2 separate regions of the Mus musculus genome follow, and region 1 is linked to region 2. Evidence: chromatin contacts called from public HiChIP or PLAC-seq data. All regions are on one chromosome and are shown on one strand. Each heading gives the region's core, a stretch centred on a gene start, on an enhancer-like site or on the middle of the called end of the contact. The rest is flanking DNA. Distances are from core to core; before and after follow the strand shown. Region 1 overlaps Dennd1b (DENN/MADD domain containing 1B). Region 2 holds the start of Dennd1b (DENN/MADD domain containing 1B).

What was found. HiChIP or PLAC-seq counts read pairs in DNA pulled down with a chosen protein or histone mark.
Region 1: a contact with region 2 is called in an H3K27ac HiChIP or PLAC-seq map of extraembryonic endoderm stem cells. The contact joins the enhancer-like site here to the promoter of Dennd1b in region 2. A contact is called at or near these places in 4 of 39 promoter capture datasets (3T3-L1-derived adipocytes, the HPC-7 cell line and liver), 3 of 115 datasets of contacts at active chromatin or transcription factors (the SCID.adh cell line, bone marrow-derived macrophages and extraembryonic endoderm stem cells) and 2 of 9 other capture datasets (liver and pancreatic islet).

The regions. Positions count from the first base shown.
Region 1 is chr1:139,106,089-139,110,980 of GRCm38.p6, reverse strand. It overlaps Dennd1b (DENN/MADD domain containing 1B), which reads right to left. Exons shown (of 22, transcript NM_001166501.1): 14 at 496-597. Among named protein-coding and RNA genes, the nearest start is that of Gm41960, 59 kb to the left of the region's middle. Within about 2 kb of position 3,255, at least 5 of the 459 cell types and tissues checked have an H3K27ac peak or open chromatin away from gene starts, as enhancers often do. A contact at or near this core is called in extraembryonic endoderm stem cells, where this site is marked.
Region 2 is chr1:138,962,453-138,967,466 of GRCm38.p6, reverse strand. It overlaps Dennd1b (DENN/MADD domain containing 1B), which reads right to left and starts at 3,758. Exons shown (of 22, transcript NM_001166501.1): 1 at 3,582-3,758; 2 at 1,237-1,301. The coding sequence starts at 3,598.

The DNA.
Region 1 (4,892 bases), core at 2,006-4,505, 140 kb before region 2:
GCCATTGAAGATATTTTTCTTTCATTTTTGAGATTATGAAATAATAATTACATCATTCCCCCTTTCCTTACCTCCCTCCAAACCCTCCCCTTTTGCTCTCTTTCAAATTCATGGCCACTTTTTCTCATTAATTGCTATTGCACGCATGCACGTGCACACACACACACCCCTAAATCTAGCCTGCTCAGTCTCACACTGTTACTCAGATAGATAGATGATGTCAGGGCCAAGCATGGTGTGCTGTCCCCCTTCTCACCCTCCCTAGCATTTCAACAGCATACAGTATTACAAGAGTGCTCCGCCGCAGGAGGACTACCAGGCATTCTTTCTACCATACAAAGACAACCTCCTGATTCAGAGAAGACATCTCTCAGGACATGATTGTTTGTTTGTTTGTTTGTTTGTTTTAAACCTGGATGCAGTTTTAGGGCAGCAGATATGTGCTGAACAGCAGTGTTCCCTGTACAGAGCAAATGTGTGTAGGCTGACTCTTACCTGCTTAAAGAGCTGAAGGTTAACTGCAGTCTCCAGGAACTGTTTCATCACGCTTGAGCGGTGCTTTACAAAGCTCTCCTCACAGAAGGTGATGGGCTCGCCCTAGACATAAGTAAAGATGTTGCGGGCATCAATAAAAGGTCAGTCAGAGAGAACTAGTCCTCTAGGGAAGCCCTATGCTCTTAAAACTGCTCAATCTCACTTAAATGCAAATATTTACCATTGGTTGCTTGATTTTTTAAGTATAAAAATATCAAGTATACTACAACAACTTAAAAGTCTCCAGTTTACTTTTCTTGCTGATTAGACATTTTTAAACATTTTTCTCACATCAGATTTATTCATTGTTGTATGTGATATCTGAATATTTTGCCTGCATATATATATGCTTGATGCAGATGACAGCATGAGATAACCTGTATCTGGAGTTACGGGTGCTTGGCAATCATCATGTGGGTGCTGGGAATCACAAATAGGTCCTGTGCAAGAGCAATCAGTTATTCTCATACACCTGCAGAGCCATCCCTTGCTGGCTGATCCTCCCAATGCCCATCCCCCAACACTTCCACAGCCCACTTGGCATACTTGACATATATACAGATAAGTGATTGTATTTCATGTTCAAAAGGAGAGTGAAGACTAATGACAATTCACTCGCTAGAATGAAATTTTTAGCAATCCTAAGGTTTCAGTAAGGCATTAAAAATCATACTGGAAATCTGAAAATTATCAATTATAATTTAATTGTTAAAGAGACTCAGTGCTCTGATTAAAGAAGTCTGTAAGTAAAATGCTAGGAATTGGCTCTGACGTGGATAAAAGTAATGACTAGTAACAGTGTGATTCAATTGCTGCCTTTTCTGGTGGAATTAATGATGTCACACAACTACCATTTCAAGGAAATTAGCCACAGCCGCATGTAGGCCTTAGTATAAAACATAAAACTTAGATGAAATCCAAGATGCAGTTTCTCTGGATGTGTCCACAGCAGCCTTGTGTGACTTGCTCATCCATCACTCATGGCTGTGTGTGCTGCCATGCCTGGCTGGGGGCTTTTCTTAAATTATTATTTTTATACTACTAAATTTAATTTCTAGCCAGGTGGTGGTAGTATATGCCTTTAATCCCAGCACTTGGAAGGCAGAGGACAGGACTCAGATCATCTGGCGTAGCTGCAAGCCCCTTGATCAGCTGAACCATCTCATTGGACCTCAGTGTTCTTAATTGTTTTTCTAAGTCTTTGGTGACGTGTGTAGTAAAGAGGGAGAATACAAACTATGAGGGAGGCTGGAATAATCTATCAAGTATCGTCATAAACTAACGCTCACCAGACAATGACCCATCTCAAAAATGGTATTACAGACTTTACAGTGATTTTTGACAGAAAGAGCTATAGAAGATTTCTGAATCTTACGCATACAAACTGGATGGGTTTACACAAATAATCTCTGGGTAAATGAAGTAGACCATACTTACTACTCCCATAAAAACTTCATTTAAGGGTGCAACAAAACAAACGAAAGCAAAAAAAAAATAAAAAAAATAAAAAGACAATCCTGTTAAAGATGTATCTACTGTATTCACGTTACCAGAGCCAGCATCATAACTACTGACACTGGAAGAATAAATAGTCAATGAATCAATGAATATATGAGTGAAAGAAACTGGAGTTCAGAAACACTTATTTCGCAGAAGTTTTTAAAAATTTATTCTTTGAGAACTTTAGATATCAGAGACTATAGCAAGGGGATGTAGAGGACAAGACTTCACCCGTTAAAGGATCCAACTTCATTTTTTTTTTTGTTTTGTTTTTTCCAAATTCGTTTTTTATACTTTCATCTAAAAGGACAATGTCTGCAAAAACAAAACAAAACAAAACCCGAGTGCCTGAACACAGAGTGCTACTGCGTGGGCATCCTGCTCAGAGACACCTAGGGATCTGTTTTGCTGGATCAAGTCATGCAGGTATTCAGAGATGACTGCACCAATGGCTGGCTCCTAGATTCCCAGATACATCTTACACAGGCAAGTGGGAGTGGTGCCAACCATGTGGTGTTGATTATACAAACATACAGAATGGAAAAATTATTGGATTGAGGCTTGCACCAAGGTCTCAGAAAAAAGTAAAGACAAATTGCTAGTAAGTTGGATTCACTGTAGCCTAAGATGCAATAGAGTCTAGGGTACAGATGTCAAGAAAATAGGATATTTTCCAGGGAGAGCTACAGGCACTGACTGAAAGTGGTAAGAGAGAGGCTATGTGTGTCGTAGGTAATAGACACATAACAAAATCCAAAACACTAATGTACTTGAGACTATATATCCCCCATACCCCTTATTTTAAATGTCATCGTCACGTAGTACCTGACTGAAATAACTTAACCAAAGAGAGGTTATCACTGTGATGAAGGAGGTGTGGCAGTGTAGCTTCCTGGCAGCAGGAATGTGAGGTGGCTGATAACAATGAGTCACAGTTAAGAGGGAAACTCGAAGAAAATGATTTCTTCAGGACACAGAAGCCCAGATGCACACATGAAACTCAAGACTGTGGCAGCATAGACAGAGCCCACATAGATTAAAGCTAGATGGGGTCCCAGAACTGAAAGACAGGTTCCTACCCCTAATAAAAAAACTTGCAACTGATAGCCACTTGCAAAGGAACAGTTAGTTTTCATCAGTGGAGGTCTCCTGGATATACTACCCAGAGGCTCTATGCTCAGCAGTCAGCAGCCAACATAGCACAAACTCCGTGGTCGTTCTAACGATTTGTTTGTCTCGTGTACTATGCTTGGGCTTTCTGAGGGGTGGTCTTATTGGTCTTCTGCTTGTGTATTATGATTTCCAATTTGTGCTTTTATGGAGCTTTTGTTTGTTTTTTAAAGGCAAAGAAAGAGTGAAGAATTGGGTCGCTGGGGAGAATCTGAGGGGGACTGGGAAAGGAGAAAGTGTAATCAAAATGTATTGTATGAAAAAAAATCATTAACAAAAGAGAGACAGAGGGAGGAGGAGAGGAAAGGAATGAGAGGGAAAGGAGAAGGAGAGGGGGAGGGGAAGGAGAGGAGAAGGGAAGGAGAGGAGTAGGGGCAGGGGAAGGAGGAGGGACAGAGAGAATGGTGTAAGGACAGAGAAAGCCAGGCCAGAAATTAATACACAAACTCAACTGGTGCCTTGCTAAGACTACAACTCAAAACATCTGTCTCCAATGGATCTATTTCCTTTAGTTTGGTCCCCCTCCTCGGGTTTTCAGTCTTATAATATTATAAGACACCACCATAAGCCAGAGAACAGGCGGTCAAACAGCCTTCTAGTCTACCTTCCCCTATTAGGTTCTCTGTACCTCCCAATGTGAGCTTCAGTCAATGCAACTCCTTTTTGTGAGTTTCAACTTTGTCCAAAAGGCCAAAGTCTTCTTTATGTCCCAAGGCAATCTCTTACCTGTGAGTCCCTATGAATTATGTTAAATACATGTAACTGTATGCAGCAAACATTTGTATTCCAAAAGAGTGGGAGGACAACATTTTGAACTCAGTCATATTCAAATTTGTGGGTCATTAGTAAAATAAGCCAGCTTCTTTGGCAGAACACAACATGAATGGCCTATAGAGCAATTCCTAATAAAATTCCTCTTTCCCCTTCAAAATTATCAAAAGCCTGGCCTTTACCATATACAGTTCTTAGTATTCTGGTCTCCTGAACTCTCACTAGAATGAGCATTAAACTCTGTGTATAGCACCAGAGGACTTCTGTAACTCACAACTCCAAATCTGACCCAAAACCCCTTCTAAGGGTCAGAATGGATATGGTTGGTAAATTCCAACAGTGACTCCACTTTATGGTCCTACTGCCAGTGCTTGTGTGGGTGCAGGTCCGCCTACTGTAGTGGCTTGGGTAGTCTCTGGGCCCCACCTCTACTGCCTCTGTCTCTATCCCACCTAGTCTACTTAGTACTGTCAGTGTACGCAGAGTTGCAGGTCTATCTAGCCTACCATGAGTAGTCTTTGCCCTCCCTTCTTCCCTCCTCCCCTACACCAACCCACCAAGTCCACGTAATGCTGCCAGTATACACATGCATAGATGCAGGTCCAACTATTATAGAATACATGACATCTCAGAGGTCCCATCCCTGAAGAAAATGTATTTTCCCTCCTCTGGAAGCCATCAAGTACCAATAGCTTCTCAGTTCCAGATGGGACTGCAGAACATTTTACCTGATTTGTGCTGGTATTCTGGCTGGCTTAATCATGTACAGGTCTTATGCATGCAATATAATCACTAAGATTTCATGTGTGCACATGTGTAAGACTTAATACTGACATCACAGCAGGCTAGCAAGCAGAGAAAGCAAAAGCTAGTACTTAGCAAGCCTTCTCCTTTTTCCTTCAGACCAGGTGCCAGTC
Region 2 (5,014 bases), core at 2,509-5,008:
TATCTGATGAGCATTGCTCCACACACCTGAGGTTAATATCATGGTAGTTCTTTTAAGGCTAACTCATACCATCAATACACTATAAATTTAAGTAGGGTTTGAAAAACTAATACACAAGTGTGTGTGTTCGCTGGAACATTCCCAAACTGCACAGAGGATATGGCTGTGCCTGGGGAGAACACATGGGAACAAATGACCTAGAGAGCAATGAAGATGATTTCTCTAATTGAGGAGAACCTTAGGAGTTCTTGTTAGCCTGCAAACCTGAGCAGAGCTGTAGTTCCAGCAGACCAGAAATGAAGCACACGAGCATTCTGGAGCCAAGAATGCGTGTGATTTCCTACCTAAAATTAGGCATGCCTATTTCACCACAGCTGGGTTGGGCTGGGCTCCTCTATTTTAAGGTGTGCGGAGCCAAATTACTTAAGAGTATATAATTGCTGACTTCGGACTAAGAATGTCAGAAACTTTCCTCCCAGGCTTCAGGATGGCTAACTGGTTTCCAGAAAACCCCACACTTACTGGCCTTGCCATTTGGGGCTAAGTATCCTGCTAATGAGCCCTGTACTACACACAGCCATGAAGACATACCATGCACAAGATAAGCAAAAACGAGATGCCCCTTTGTCTGTGACTGATACGCCACTCCCAAACATACAGATGTTATAGCAAAAGTGATGGAAGATGGACAGAAGTCACAATACTTTAAAAAGTAAATATTTGTTTTTCCATAAGAGTGTATAGGTCTGACCATGAAAACCTTCCAAGTTATGCCACCCATGTTTACCTCCCCAAGTGCTGTGCAACTAGAATAAACCCTACCCAAGAGGCTACTCAGCCTACACACTTCACTCCAGAAACATCAGGAGGGACTGCTGAAGGTGCCTTTGGTACTAGCAGGAGAATTTGTGTTATTTTCTGTTTAATGGTGCTGACTTTTCAAATACAGATGAAAGAAAATGGCAAAAGCATCCCTTCCCACCAAGAACAAGGGCAGTTTTGTCAACGGGGAACAAAACTGAGCTGCAGGTTGAAATCCAAGCTGCACAGATAGCATCCGTGATTTCTACAACCCCAAAGCAAAGGCCTAGCTCTCTTTTACCACTAGCAATTTGAGATAGTGGAATAGACACCTGGAGCTATCAGGTTCCTGACACTATCATGCTCCGGCAGAACACAGTAGGAACACTTGTCTGGACACACTCGATTACGTTGGGAGTAAAGAAACACACATACCTTCATTTTCAGAGGCATGACACTTCACTTTCAATACCAAGTCAAAAGTTCTTTCTGGATTTTCCCTAAAATAAAGAGAATCTTGTTATATTTACTTTGCACAGAAAAATAGCCATTATCTATAAAGCTTCTATACAAGGATATTCCTATACATGTGGGCTTTTGTGGTGCTAAGAATTAAGCCCAAAGCCTTTCCATGTTGAAAACTCCATCCCTATAATTTACTGACTTTTTTTTTCTTGTTATTTGGGACAGGGCTTCTCTGTGTTGCCTTTGTTGTCCTAGAACTCACTCTGTAGACCAAGCTAGCCTCAAACTCAGAGATCTGCCTGCCTCTGCCTGCCTGCCTCTGCCTCCCGAGGACACCACCACTCTAAATCTAGTCTTATTCCTGTCTCAGCATACTCTATGATATTCCCGACTTGGTAGCAAAAATAGACATGAAAATGTTTTATCAGTTTGATAAGAGTTATAGCTCAGACTTTGGAGTTCTGGATCAGGGGGCAAAGTGTGTCAGCTGTCAGAATGCTTTCTCACCTATAATGCACCCTGCCCATCTCAGAGTACCAGCAAATCAATGTGGGAAAGAACACTGTAGAGTAGTATTTTCACCCTCCTGAATCAAAAATGGAAAGCCAGTACACCCTTAAGCATCCTCTCACACTGTCACAGATCTAACATAGGCTGGCCAGTTTTCTCCAGAGGATAAAAACCTGATTCCAGACTCACAGACACGCTCTCCATAGATAGGATATTGTACACAGGCTTTCCTGAAATCTTTATTGTACTTGAACATGCTCAAAGTAGAGAGCTGTTCACACACTCCAAGGTAACAAAACCTAACAAAAATTATTTTCTTAATATCAACTATTTTTAAGGAATTTGGACATTGGCCTCCTCATTAAATCCCCCCCCCCACACACACACACACACACACACACAGAACAGAAAGTTTGTTTCAGTTCCTTCACAAGTACTAGTTTGGGTTTGTTTTTTTTTTTTTTTTTTCTTCCTAATTTCTTATACTACATGCTTAGCCCATTTATTTGGTACATTTCAAAAGGCAGACTGAAATATAGTGAGATACTCAAAGCAAACAAAAATTTGGTATTGTAGAGTTTCTTTCCATCAGAAGGTATAAGATTAAGTCTGGGGATGTAGCTCACCAGTGCACAGTATCTGCCCTAGAGTGCTTGAAGCCTTGGGTTTGACCATAATGGGAGGGAGAGGCAGGGGACTGTTAAAGGAAAAGACATCACAATGCACAAAAGTGATGGTGTATATTTCAATTACCCTGTTAAGACTAGTGCCTTTGTACATTGGCTTGTTTAATACATAATTTCTTTAAGATATTAATGCTATCTCTCACTTCTAAACAAACATTGATTTTAAATATATATATATATATATATATATATATATATATATATATATATATATATATATAACATGACATTCTTTAGAACTGGAGGGAAAGACAACCCATACAAATTAATTTATAAATATCCACTTCTCCACTTCCTCATCCCACCCGCTATTAACTTGTTTCATGAGCATAAACCGGGCTCCAGCTATCTTTTTTTTTAATTCCCTCATAGTACAATAAATTGTCCAAAGAGTAAGTTGTGTGTTTTTTTTTAATCACCCTGTCCTCTATGGTGTCAAATATTAAAGGAAATATTCTAAAATGTGTAACATTTCTATCTTCATAAGATATTTAGAATTTGTCTTAGGTAAATAAATCCTGACTCGGTAATACTTCTCTGCAATCTACAGGGCCTTTCACTGTGGCTCTAACACACAGTGAGGTAGAACGGAAGAGGAGGGGGCGGTCAAAGAAGACGAGATTTCTTCCCAAAGTAAAGTTTCCAGAGAAAAAGCTGCAAATACCCATCTCTAAGACACCTCCAAGCAGAGCCGCCACCGTTATTCAAATTGCTTTTTACCTACTCCCTACAAGTAAAATGGCCAATGGTGAAGAGCCACCTTAGTGCATATACCACTCTGCAAGCAGCACACACACTCAGCGGCTGCACAAACAAACACCGCTTTCATTTTAAACGAAGGGAAAGCATCAGAAAGCAACCCTGGCCACCCTGAAAAATCACCCTAAAGGGAACCACGGCGATCCTAACGCCGGGGGAGCGGTTCCCTAACCACCGCTCGCAGAGCCGCCCGCCCGTCCGCCCGCCCGCCCGCCCGCCGCGGCGCACGGCCGACCCGGCCCGGGGAAGACCGGTCGCCGGCCGGGCAGGCTTTGCGGCCTAGCGCCGACCTCCGCGCAGCGGGCCGTACCGGGCAGGCCGCACCCGGGGCCGCGGAGGCCTGGCCCCGCCGCCGCTCACCTGGTCCTGCGGTCCATGGTCACATGTCGCTGCGGGGCTGCCGTCGCCCCGCGCCCGCACGCCCGCACGCCGTCCGGGACGCGCTGCTCCGAGCGGCGGCTGGCCCACGGCGCCCTCCGCGGCCTCGCGGGGACAGCACCGCGGCGACGCCGCCCCCGCCCCTGCCCCTGCCCCCGCCTCTCGGTTCCCGCGACCCGGCCGGCGGCGGCTTCGCCACCTTCCGCGAACCAGGAAGTCGGCGGGAGGGGGAGGGGGCGCACGGGGACGCGCCCGGCGGCTGCACCTGGCCGCGCGGGCTCCGGGCAGGACCTGCCCTCCTGCTGTCCTGGGCACCGGCTCCTGCGATCCCCGGCCTGGGAAAGCACTTCTGCCCCGGGGTTCCCACATCACGACTCCCATTCATTGCAAATTGGGAGCTCGAGTGGATGCTCTGACTTCCGCCTCACTCCTGCCCGTGGCCCCGGTAGTGCTCTCTCGGAAACCCAGAGCCGCCCCCTCCTGATTCAGGAATGTTCAGACTTCATGCACCTGCTAACCAGCTCTGCCAAACTGCTCAAGGACAGGCTCCAGTTGCCGGCACATATGGGAAACACATTCCTGCCGCAGACACCGGACGCACAGCCAGGGACTTAACTTTTGAACACACAGTAGCAGGCCCCCTAGAGTGTCGTTCTAGGGGAGCTGAGAGGGCACCACGAAGGATGGAGGAGGTGGAACCTGATGTGTTTCTGTAAGCAGTGACAAACACTGGCTTGGTGTTTTCAACACCTGAGCTATAGGTAGGTACCTTAATCCAGAGCAAGAGACTGGATCTGAGATAAGGAAGCAGTAGGCAGTGGCAAAGTTGGAATCTAACCAAGCTCAGCTGCTGCTGATTCTTACTGTGGCTTCTTACTGCCTCGTCTGCTGCTGTCTCAGATGCAGGATCTACTAAGAAGACATTTAGAAAGATTTATGGTAGACGTTGAAAACATTGTCCAGGGCTGGAGAGTCACACAGACTCCTTAGGGACTGGAGAAGGCTTTCTCCCAGCTAGCATTCCCCCTTGACAAGGCTAGAGTGACTGTCATGCAGTAAGGGTTACTTCAGACTGTATCCATCCACACAGAAAGTACGAGAATGAGGAAACCAACATGGTATGAATGTGGTATGAGTCACGACACATAAAAGTCAGACACGGAGCCTTGGAAAATAAAGACTAGATTTGATCTTATACTTTCCTGCTAAAAAAAAAAAAAAAAAAAAAAAAAAACGGTGTTGCTCCATCAAGATAGAAAGATATAGTCCACAGCCACAAACCTCTTACTTTAAAAAAAAAAAAAAAAAAATGAGCTCCCAATGTGGTTGAAAAACAAAACAAAATGTCAGAGCATACTGTTTTTGTCACAGCTTGTCTTGGCGTGGGATATTAACTTCAGTTTCTCGCTTCCTAC